Linked DNA regions of Macaca mulatta: all the other regions are linked to region 1. Evidence: chromatin contacts called from public Hi-C data. All regions are on one chromosome and are shown on one strand. Each heading gives the region's core, a stretch centred on a gene start, on an enhancer-like site or on the middle of the called end of the contact. The rest is flanking DNA. Distances are from core to core; before and after follow the strand shown.

What was found. Hi-C and Micro-C count contacts between places; a contact is called where the count stands out from the background.
Region 2: a contact with region 1 is called in a Hi-C map of fetal cortex germinal zone, with 5 times the contacts expected there. The contact joins the promoter of MAN1C1 here to the promoter of MTFR1L in region 1. A contact is called at or near these places in 6 of 14 Hi-C or Micro-C datasets (CD4 T cells, blood, fetal cortex germinal zone and 2 more).
Region 3: a Hi-C map of fetal cortex germinal zone shows a contact between it and region 1, with 5 times the contacts expected there. The contact joins the promoter of PAFAH2 here to the promoter of MTFR1L in region 1. A contact is called at or near these places in 5 of 14 Hi-C or Micro-C datasets (CD4 T cells, fetal cortex germinal zone, fetal cortical plate and 2 more).

What each region holds. Positions count from the first base shown.
Region 1 is chr1:215,204,110-215,207,618 of T2T-MMU8v2.0, forward strand. It overlaps MTFR1L (mitochondrial fission regulator 1 like), which reads right to left and starts at 1,885. Exons shown (of 7, transcript XM_077968979.1): 1 at 858-1,885.
Region 2 is chr1:215,415,937-215,419,445 of T2T-MMU8v2.0, forward strand. It overlaps MAN1C1 (mannosidase alpha class 1C member 1), which reads right to left and starts at 1,824. Exons shown (of 13, transcript XM_077968783.1): 1 at 1,755-1,824; 2 at 245-470.
Region 3 is chr1:215,019,826-215,023,334 of T2T-MMU8v2.0, forward strand. It overlaps PAFAH2 (platelet activating factor acetylhydrolase 2), which reads left to right and starts at 1,730. Exons shown (of 10, transcript XM_077968417.1): 1 at 1,730-1,768.

The DNA of each region.
Region 1 (3,509 bases), core at 635-3,134:
CGTACTTCTAGCAAAGGCTGAAAATCACTAGGCAGGTGGCCAGATGAGGTCAGAGCTCTGGCCCTAGTGCCCTGTAGTGAGTTTCGAGGGAGTAGGAAATGAAGACAAAACAGCAAGAGCACAGGTCCAGCACAGGAGGGTGAAGGATGTGGAAAGAGGAGCAGAGCATGATAAAGCTACTAAAGTAGGGGTCAAGTCATGAGGTCCGGGTGAGAGGTCACTGGGGGAGCCCTGGACAGGCTCTGAACGGGGGACAGACTAGACTGACAAAGCAGCTCTTTCTGGAGACCTCCCATGGAGGGTCCCCTCTTCTACCCATAGGAGAGGAGGTGTCACTCACTTTACGATACACATGGGGAAAGGAAGTTGGAGAGGGGAAGGCACTTGTCTAAGGTCACTCAATGGTCATGCCAGTGGAAAGCACCCAAAGCCTGGTCCAGGTCCTGCCACCTCCTGCCTGGGCTCCATCTTCTCGGCTCAGTTCAAGCCTTTATTATCAGAGTCCCTCTGTGTGCCAGGCTCTGTGCTGAATGTCCATGTCGGCCACGAATTGCACTAACAATGCTTACTGCCACTTTCTCTCCGACCTTACCTCCAAAGACCCAGCTGGGCCTAACCCTCACACACAGCCAGAGGAATCCTTCCCAAACACACTGTTAATCACATCGCTCTTCCGTTTAAAACTGGCTTACTAAAGCCAACACAGGATAAAATCCACAATCAGTCCCAAACCCATCTTTCTCTGCCCTCTCTAGACCACACCGAGTACCAAGGCCTGCACATTTCGCAGCCAGCCCTCCTGCTCTCCCCCTTGCCCTCCAGTCACACTGGCCCTCAACCCCCAACACTGGGCCCACCTCTGAGCCCTGCATCAAACACCAGCACCCCCTTCGCCGAGCTCATTCTTCTTCATTCCTCAGAGCTCAGCTCAAGCATCACCTTCCTTCCCTGCGACAGGGTCAGGTCCTTTCCTGTGCGCTCCGCAGCACCCTGCCTGTCCCTCGGAGTCCTCGCGAGAGGAACTAGATAACTGTGATCCCCGCGCACAGCACGGTGTCTGCCTAGGACACAGTAAGCGCTTCAACGCGCCGAACTAACTAACCGAATGAAGGAGAACACCAACTCAGCTGTCACCCCCGCCCCCAAGTGTCACTGGCTAGAAGATCTTCCCCCGTTCTCTGGCAGCACCGGTGGGTCTTGTCACTGAGGCTGCCGTTGCTGTCTATTGACAGGCGTCCCCCTCAGGAGACCGGGAGCTCCTCCAGCGCAGGGCCCCGCTCAGCACCCCTGGTCCCGGGGGACCCCACGGAGGCCGCCGCGCTCAGTGAAACTTTGCCGCTCGCAGCAGCGCCCGGAGACCCGCGTGGACCCTCTCCCTGCGGGGACCGGTCAGGGCGCGCCGCCCCTCCCCCGCGGCAGCCGCCCCGACCTGGGCCAAGGTCGGCCAAGTCCTCGCCGCCTGCCCAGCGGCCCTTGGACCCACAGGCCTGGACCAGAGTGCGCGGAAGCCTCCGAGCCACGGCCAGGTCTCAGAATGCGCGGCGGGGCAGCCCGGCCCGTCAAGCAGCGAAGCCGAAACTAGAAGTCTCAGGTCTGGCTTGGTCACTGTTTGCTGGGGTACTCCGACGAGCAACTACCCTTCGGGGACTCAGTTTCCCCCGGGCCAAGTGAAACGGACACCAGCGGCTCCCGCGAGAACTCGCGCGGGAACAGGAGCCGCGAGCTCCGCACAGCGCCTGGCACCTAGACCCAGTCTACTAACGGGCTGGAAGGCCGCACTCCCGTCTCCACGCCGCCCTAGAACCTTTCTCACCTCAGTCTCGGGCTCCGGGACTCTCTCACCTCACGGCCCCTCCTTCCACCGTGGGCTACCGCCCTCACTTCCGCTGACCCGCCCCCCGGAAGCGATCCTCCGCAGCTGCGCACCGAGCCGCACCTCCGCGCACCGTCGGGAGGCGGGTCCAGCCGGGTGGCAAGAGGAGGGCGGCCCCCGAGTGGGCGGGGCGCTGGCGGGGGCTCGCTCAGATCCCGCGGAGCACACTCCCCCTCTGTCGAGACTGTGTCTCCGCGGGGTCTGTGTCCCCGGGAGGAGTTGGCTGCGTTTGGAGATCCCTGAGCCTGATATTCGTCGCGTCTCCCTGCTTGTTACTCTCCACGTTTAGCCCCATACGACTTCTGGAAGCCGAGGGATGTGTCGCTCATCCCCTAAAGTATGCTCCTACCCCTAGGGCAAACTTCAGAATCCTCACCCTGGCCCCCTTTGCAGTTCATGGTTCCCAGGCAAGCCCCTCTGCAAAGCCTCTTTCCAGCAAGAATGGGCAGAATGGGCCTCTTTCTCCTCTGACTCCTGCCCTCCAGCACTTTGCAGCTTTCTTCTATTTTAGTCTCTGTCTCTCTGTCTCTGTCTCTCTCACTCTCTCTCCTCTCTCGCCTCTCTCTCTCTCTCTCTCACACACACACACGGTATATTCAGTGAGTTTGCTCATTAGATGGGTACTTGATGCACAAGACCCCAGAGGCACTGTGGGAAGAGCCACATTCCTTCCAGGCTCACTAACCCATTCCCTCTTTGTGCTCCAGCCCTCACTGTCCGGGTCTGTGGCATGCAGTTCCTGGGTGACATTTCCTCCTCTGCTTTCAGCACAGCCTCAGGCTGTGCCTGGCTCCCAGGCTGGAGTTCCTTGGTCCCAAAGCCTGCAATCCCCTCTGCCAGAGACAGAGTTGGTTTCATGGGTGACCAGCCCATGCAGTCACAAAGGGCCCCATGCTCAGAACCCTGTACCTGGTTTAGTACTCTGCTGTTGCCGTCTTGAAATGATTAATTTTCTAACAGGGGGTCTTGTGTTTTCATGTTGCACTGGGCTCTGCAAAATTATGTAACTGGTCCTGGCAAGAGACCTCAGAGGTCATCCACCCTATCTCCACCATATCTCAAATGCTAAAGACTGACTCCCAGGTCCAGCCCTCTTTCCAGGATGGCACATTGTGTTTTAATCATTACTTTCCCCTCTTGTGCGATGGCGGATCATGCAAGTTCACGCTGGCTGTCTGTCCTGGGTGTAGATGCTGATTTGCTGTCCCACTCAGATCCCCTTGCAGGAAGAATGGAGCCCCCTACCTGGGAATTTCCTTCACCTCCCAAGCCAATGACTGATGCAAGGCCCAAAAGGCCAGTTCAACTCTGCAGTGTGGTTTATGCCTCACAGCTCTTCCACTGTGGGTCAGGCCAAGGCTGGGCTGAGACTGTTCCTGCTCAGCATTTTTCCTTTTCCTCTTCTGCTTCCCTCCTTCTTTTACAGGTTTTTCTGGAAGTACACTCCCCACCCCACCAAAAAAAAAAAAAAAAATCACTTCATGCCTGTCTCAGGTTCCGCTTCTAAGACAACTTCCAGATCTTTCTCAACAGAGAGCATCAGATTCTCAAAACAGTAAGTCCTACCACTTGTTCTATCACAAACTTATTTTGGGCAAGTCACTCAAGCCCTCGATAGGTAAGATAGTCCCTGAAA
Region 2 (3,509 bases), core at 574-3,073, 210 kb after region 1:
GACGATTCACTGACCCGAGTGGTGGGAAACTGTGTAGGGAGGAGAGAAGGTGGGACACTTGGGAGGAAAGGGGAAGGTGCAAAGTGTAGTCTGCAGGGCCATAAGTAGACCCGGGACCAGGAGTGACTGAGGCAAGGGAAAGGGGTGGGAGCACCGGGACCAGGAGTGACTGAGGCAAGGGAAAGAGGATCTTCTCCTTAGTGGGGGCAATTGGTGGGAAGAATTGTGGGGACTGAGTTCATACCTCCTTGACTTTCTCCCGCTGGGCTCGCACTCGGCTCTGGGGCTCCTGACTCTCATCCGCCCTCGTTCCCAGGACCGGGTGGCGGAGGCGGCTCCGGAATGCGTTGAAGTCAAAGTGGAAAGAGATGCCCTCGTCCCCGGGCCTGGAGGCCGGGATGCTATTGCCCCGGGCCGCCGTGGCCTCCTCGCGGGGCCCGGTGGGGCGGGTGCGCCGCAGCCCCCCTTTCCTGCGGCGGGGACTGGCCCGGCTGCTGGGGTCATCCTCGCCCGGGGCCGGCGCGGCAGGGGCCGGGTTGGGAGGCGGCTCCTGCTCGCGGGCTGGGGCATGGCCGGCGATTTCGGCCACCACCTCCAGGCCAGGCTGCTGGGTCCGGGGGGCCAGGAAGAGGCGCTTGAGGCGAGAGGAGTGGGGCAGCAGGAAGAGGGCCCCGAAGCACAGGGTGACGAGGCCCGAGAGGAAGAGGAGGAAGAGGAACTTCTGCGGCAGCCGCAGCCCCCACGGGGAGGCCGGGACGAAGCCGGGCACTTTCCTCATGAGCATCTTGGCCGGGCCGGGGGCTCCAGAGGCCCTCGGAGTCCAGGCACGTGTCTGCGGGGCCGCGGTGAGGAGAGGGCGTCCGGAGCGCCGCCCGGGATGGGGATCCCTGGGCAGGGCTGCCAACCCTGAGAGTTTCGCCGCTTCGGGGGACTGTCCCCGAAGTTCAGGGAGTTTGGAGTGAGTCCTCCCGCGAGGAGGCGGGGGCGCAGCGGCCTCGGCGGGGCCCGGGCGAGCGGAGCGGCACGGCTCGGGGCCCGGGCCCGCAGCGACCGGCCGCGCGCCGCAGCCTCCCCTCCGGCCGAGCCCTCCCCGCCGCGCCGGGGCCCGCGCCTTCCCGCGCTGCGGCCTCCGGGGCCGTCACATGCCGTCCGCGGCGTCCCGGCTGTCCGCGCCGAGGGGCGCCCGCAGGCCCGCACCGAGCCGCCCTCCGCCCCCCGGGCTCCCGCCTGCGCTGGTCGGCGCCCAAAGTTTCAGCTTCAGAAGCAGTTTCCGGAGGGGACCGAGGTGATGGGGGGCTGGCGTGTCAGCGCCGCCCCGAGCGCGCGCACACCCAGCCCGGTCGCGACAGCGCCCGGTTCGACTATCGGGACACGTCCACAACTTTCTCCGCCGCCGAGCGGGCGCCGGGAGCGGCCAGGGAGCAGGAGAAGGCACTTCCGAGCCTGCGGGGGTAGGGGGCTTCCCCGGACCCCCGAGAGCGCAGGGATGCCCGAGTCCGGAGCCGCGGCTGAGCGGCTGCAGCTGCGCCCGGGAGCGCGGGCTCCCGCCCCTCCAACTCGGTAGGGCGCGGGGCTCCCGCTGGGATCACCTGTTCCCGGCCCCGCCGGCTCCGCGGAGCGCGCAGCCCCGGCCGCGCCTCCCCCGCTGCAGCTGTCGTCCTCGCAGCGACCGCTCCAGACGGGCCGCCGCCGCCGAGCCTGCGCCCCACACGCGCGCACAGCCGCCGGGCAGCCTCCGCCGCCGTCCCCGCCGCCGCCGCCGCTCCGGCTTTCACTGCGACAGCGCTCGCCGCCCCGCCTCCTGCCGCTCGCCAGCCACGCCCGCCGGCCACGCCCACGCGCGCGCCCCGCGCCCCCTCCCGCCGCCGCCGCGCCGCAGAGGGGCTGAGGGCCGCGCGTCCGGGGGCGGGGCAGAGGCAGAGCGCGGGCGGGAGCGCAGCCCGGCTCCAAGCCCCGCCCTCCCCCAAAGGCCGGCGTCGCGCGCACCCCCGATCCCGCCGGCGCCAATGGTCCAGCGGCGGGGGGCTGGCGAGGGCGGGGGCGGAGAGCGCAGCGAGGGCATTGGCTGCATCCGAGGGATCCCCGTTGGGCCACAGTCGCCTATTGGTTACTGCCCAGTCTTCGCTGGACCCCGAGCGACCGAGACCACCCCTCAACCCGCCCGCGAGGCTCGGGTTGGTGGCCCCCGGAAGCGGGCCGGAGACAGTGCTGCTCTGGAGGGCTGTGCCCGTCGCTGGGTGACCTCTTTCGCCCCCCAGTGTCAGTCCGGAGTTGTCAGGGAGCTGGCAGCCCGCGCCCTGGCGGCTGCCCCGGGCTTCTCAGCGCTAACGCCGAGCCGCGGCGATGCTGTTCGTGGCTGGAGCCAAGCCAGAGAGCTGTGACCGCGGCGGGGTCGGCGGAGGCGGTGTTTCCACTAACCCCCCGCAGACCACTGCGTGCCTTCCTTTTCCTACAACCCTAAACGGGGCCAGGGCCCCTGGGTGGAGCAGGGAGGGAGCCTGACCGCAGCCTTGAGAAGCAGCGAAAGGAAGAGCGCCCCGAGCGTGTCTACAGTAGACCACACACATCATGTGACGGACGTGTACCTTGATGCCTACGTGTGTTTATATGCACATGTGTGCGTCTGGGCATAGATCCATATGCACACAGAGACTGGCATGTGGGTGTGTACATGCACTCAAACATACACTTAATTTGGGTATGGACACCCAAGTGATTATACCACAGTATGCATAGACATATATGCAAATTAGCACAAACATGGACATGTGCACCCGCATACCCACATTCAGGCAACAGATACCTCCAAAAACAGCCGGGCATCAACTCCCAGACACGCGTGTCCTCAACCGCAAGGCCGTCACACCTTCCTCCTTGGACTTAGTCTCTGCATCTTCCCTTCCTGTTAAACCTAACCCAGGGTGAAGCAACATTGTGCTGTGTGGGTCTTTCATGCAAAACACTTTATAGAGACAAATAACAGCAGAGGGAGAGACAAATTAAGAGGTTTGTAATAGGCAAGAGGGAAAATATCTACTTTCAACTGCCATTTAAAATGAAATGCAGCGTTGACGAGACAGAAAATACTGCAGGGAAGCCTTTCCCAACAGAAGAAGGGGGCCAGGCAGGCTCTCTCCTCGTAAATCTTGCTTCTTCCCTGAGGTCTGATGCGGATGGGCGGCTGGGACTCAGTCATCCTTCTACCTCTGGCCAGACAACTGACAGCAGACCCACCCTCGATGTTTAAATATCCCTGGCATGCAACTTTCTCTCAACTGAAAATGAAAGTGGGGTAACAGGTGCAAACATTTTGGTCACTGGAGATGACTAATCCTTCCCAATCCCACAAATACACGCAGCTTAAATATAAAATTCCAATTCAGATATTTCAATCTCTGGTGAGTTTGGTTGGCAGGTTGATGTGGAACCAGCTGTGCATGTCAGAGATAAGCATGTGACCCTTTTGGGTGCAGGAGCCCAGAGACCTGGCCTGGCCTCACCCATGTCGC
Region 3 (3,509 bases), core at 480-2,979, 180 kb before region 1:
AACTCAGCTGGACAGCAAATGGCTCCAGCATGGCCTGGTCTGGGAGTAGGAGACTGAAAGAAATGACCTCCAGCTGTCCCTCTCATGACCAGGACTTTTGGCTTGTCCTGAGTGTTCTGGCCAGCTGCACAGCACGGATTAAGGGGCCAAAGGGAGCCGCTCTCTGATCTGCATTAAGCTTTTCAGGTTCTGTGGCCTCTGCCATCAGCCACAGATTTAATGAGATCCGGGGCTTAATTACCGCAGTGCAGGCTGCCAACACTCTCTCCTGATGACTTTATCTTGGCTGCTGGAAGGATGGGGGTGACAACAGTGTGTTGGCAAGACAGGAGGGCCTAAAGCAGGGACTCTGGACCGTGGTGATTTGGGGGGATGTGGGCTGCAACAGTGAGTGGCGGGGGCGACTGCAGGACTCAGTACCTGACCTCAAAGAGCTCATAATATGTCAAGAGTTAAGACCTCTAATCCAGGACATACCCAAGGCAGTGTGAGTCAACTCACATGTGAGAGGCACACACAAATGTCGGCGGAAACTTTGGAGGCATGAACAAAGCTCCTAGAAGAGGGGGGCTGGAGGGTGGGGGGTGCCACGTGGGGGCATGCAAGTTGGGGAAGACCTTGAATGCCAGGCTAAGCAGTTGGGACTTCATTTCATAGGTAGTAGAGGGCCGTTGAACGTTTTTGAGCTGCCTGAACGATCCAAATTTCTTATAGAAGTTCACAGGACTCCTGAGGATGGGCTCTGCCTGACCCCCACTGCCCCAACCCCCACTGCCCCAAAAATAATCTCCTTCCATCCCTCACACTCAGCTGCAGCCAGCACTGAACTTAATGCCATACTCTGAAACGTTCTTCACAGTCTCTGTACTCCTGGCTACGTTCTTTCCTTATATCGGGTCTCAATGTTAACATTCCTCCCTCTAAGAAGCCTTGCAGACACCGCCCCTTTCCCCCAAGCCTGGCCAGAGGCCCCTTTTCAAGGCTCCCACGCTTGCTGTGTCTCCCCATGAGATCACGGCTCTGTGCTGTCATTATTCACTGGGCTGCATTCTCTGCTAGACTGTGATTCTGTTGAGGCTAGGGGCGGTATCTTGTCCATCAGTGTCGCTAAGAACCAGCAAAAGACAGTAATGTGGGGTGGTTGCGGCCCAACAGATCACTCGGGTTCCTCCCTTTTCTCGGGCAGGGAGTCTTTTGAGGACAATAGAAAATCACAGGTGTCAACAGGTGCAGGCTGGTAGGGAATGTCCCCTTAATTTGAACGATCAGTCTGTTATTCTTCCAGGAAACAAAGTGTGCAGAAGACACAAAACAAACGCCGACCTCCTCCCACCTCCTTGAGAATAAAGCGAAGCTGGGGCCATGTCTGGGCACGCCTGAGGACTATTTGAGGAGGGTGAGGCGGAGGGTTACGCACGGGACTACAAGTAAAACCCTCCGCTCCAGAGCAGAAATCGCGGCGGCTCCTCTTCAGGCCACCAGGGGGAGGAATCACACCGCATCCCGGGCCTTGGGCGGTTTCGCACGACCACGCGGAGCGGGGAGGTCGCGTAGAACTCTGGGAGTTGTAGTCTTAGGGTTGTAATGCGCAATCTCGTCCACTGCACATCGGGAGTTGTAGTTCTAGGTTGAGGAACGGAAGTGCTTCCAAGTGTCCATGTTGAGCCCTGGAAACTACAACGACCAAAGGGCCACGGGTTCCTGGGCCGTTTCTCATTTCCGTCGAGTTAAACGTCTGGGGCTGCTTCTGAGGAATCAGCTTGACTGGGTAAGTTTGATTGAAGAAAACACCCATATGTTAATTGAGCTCCCTGCAGACTTTCGTATTCTGGCCCGGTTTGGGGCCTCGGCGTCTCTCAATCGTAGGAATTGCATATTAATCTTCGTCCTTTACGTTTCCTATTCAGACACCTGTAGCCACCCACCCTCTTGACCCTGCTACGGTCGCCTCGCACTTTTAACGGCCAGCGCCCCTGGAATCCCCACTGAGCTCCTGTCCCAGGACCCAGCCCCCGCAGCCCCACCTTGGACCCCACAGCTCTACCCTAATTCCTCGGCCCTACCCTGACCCTGCAGCCTCACCTCCCTGAACCGTGGGCTTTTTTTTTTTTTTTTTTTTTTTTTTTTTTGAGACAGAGTCTCGCTGTGTAGCCCAGGCTGGAGTGCAGTGGCGCGATCTCGGCTCACTGCAAGCTCCGCCTCCCGGGTTCACGCCATTCTCCTGCCTCAGCCTCCCGAGTAGCTGGGGCTACAGGCGCCCGCCACTACGCCCGGCTAGTTTTTTGTAGTTTTAATAGAAACGGGGTTTCACCGTGTTAGCCAGGATGGTCTCGTTCTCCTGACCTCGTGATCCGCCAGCCTCGACCTCCCAGAGTGCTGGGATTACAGGCGTGAGCCACCGCGCTCGGCCTCCCCGGGCTTCTTTATGCTCCTCCACCCTTTGTGTACTTTACTTTTACTCTCAATTTTCTGTTTTTCACGGCGGCGGAAGAAGGGCCCTCATTCCTTCTTTCCGATCCGCGATTACCCTGGACTCGAAGTAAGCACACCCGGTTCTAGGCCAGCTCTGCCTCCTGCCCTCGGGACTCAGTTTCTTCCTCTCTAAAACGGAGATGACTGTTTCTCCGTCAGTCTCAGGTGAGGAGTGTTGAGGAGCCAACAAGCTAGTATGTGTGAAGATGCCTTGTAAACTGTAAGACCCTCACTAGAGACAGATTATTTTTATCACAATTATTAATGCTCTGAAACACTCTTATCAGGGCTCTTCTCTAGCTCTGCCACCTTGTTGCTCAAACCCATCCCTCGAGTGCTTGGTGTCTTCATTATCTACCAGCTAGATGATATTTCCTCACTTCCTCCAGAGACCAAAGGTCAGGCCAATGAGCTTTTAGTCTTCAGAGAGCTTTATCTGAAAGGAAGCACCAGAGAAGTGCTTATCTTGGACTGTATCTTGAAATATCCACTGATGAAAGGGTCACACAGCTGGCAGAGCAGCAGTCCTCTGTTCACCAGAAACAGGGCCCCAGCAGGAGAGGACAGCTGCAACCTAAGCCCCATCCATTCCCTCTGGGCTCTTCTGGGCCTGTTCAGTAGACACTGGCTTTGGTAGGGGTGTCTGAGGCCTGAAAAGGCTGCTGGGAAAGAATCTGTTTTGCCAAAAGGCTTAATCCAGGAAAAATGAGAGACCTTGACTAGGAAAGAGAGACATAGCATTGTTAATTAATTCCTAACATTTTATAAGCACTCAAAATGCACCAGGCCCTAGGCAATATTTTCACTTACGAAGTATCCATTTTACATATAAGGAACTTGAGAGGCCATGCAGTTAAAATAATTATAGTTGCCTCCTATGGTTATAGTACCTTCTATCCATTGAGTGCTTTACATGTATTATTTAATCCTCATCAACAATCTCATGAGCAGTTACTATTTCTCTTTTTTTTTTTTTTTTTTTGAGACGGAGTCTCGCTCTGTCGCCCAGGCTAGAGTGCAGTGGCGTGATCTCGGCT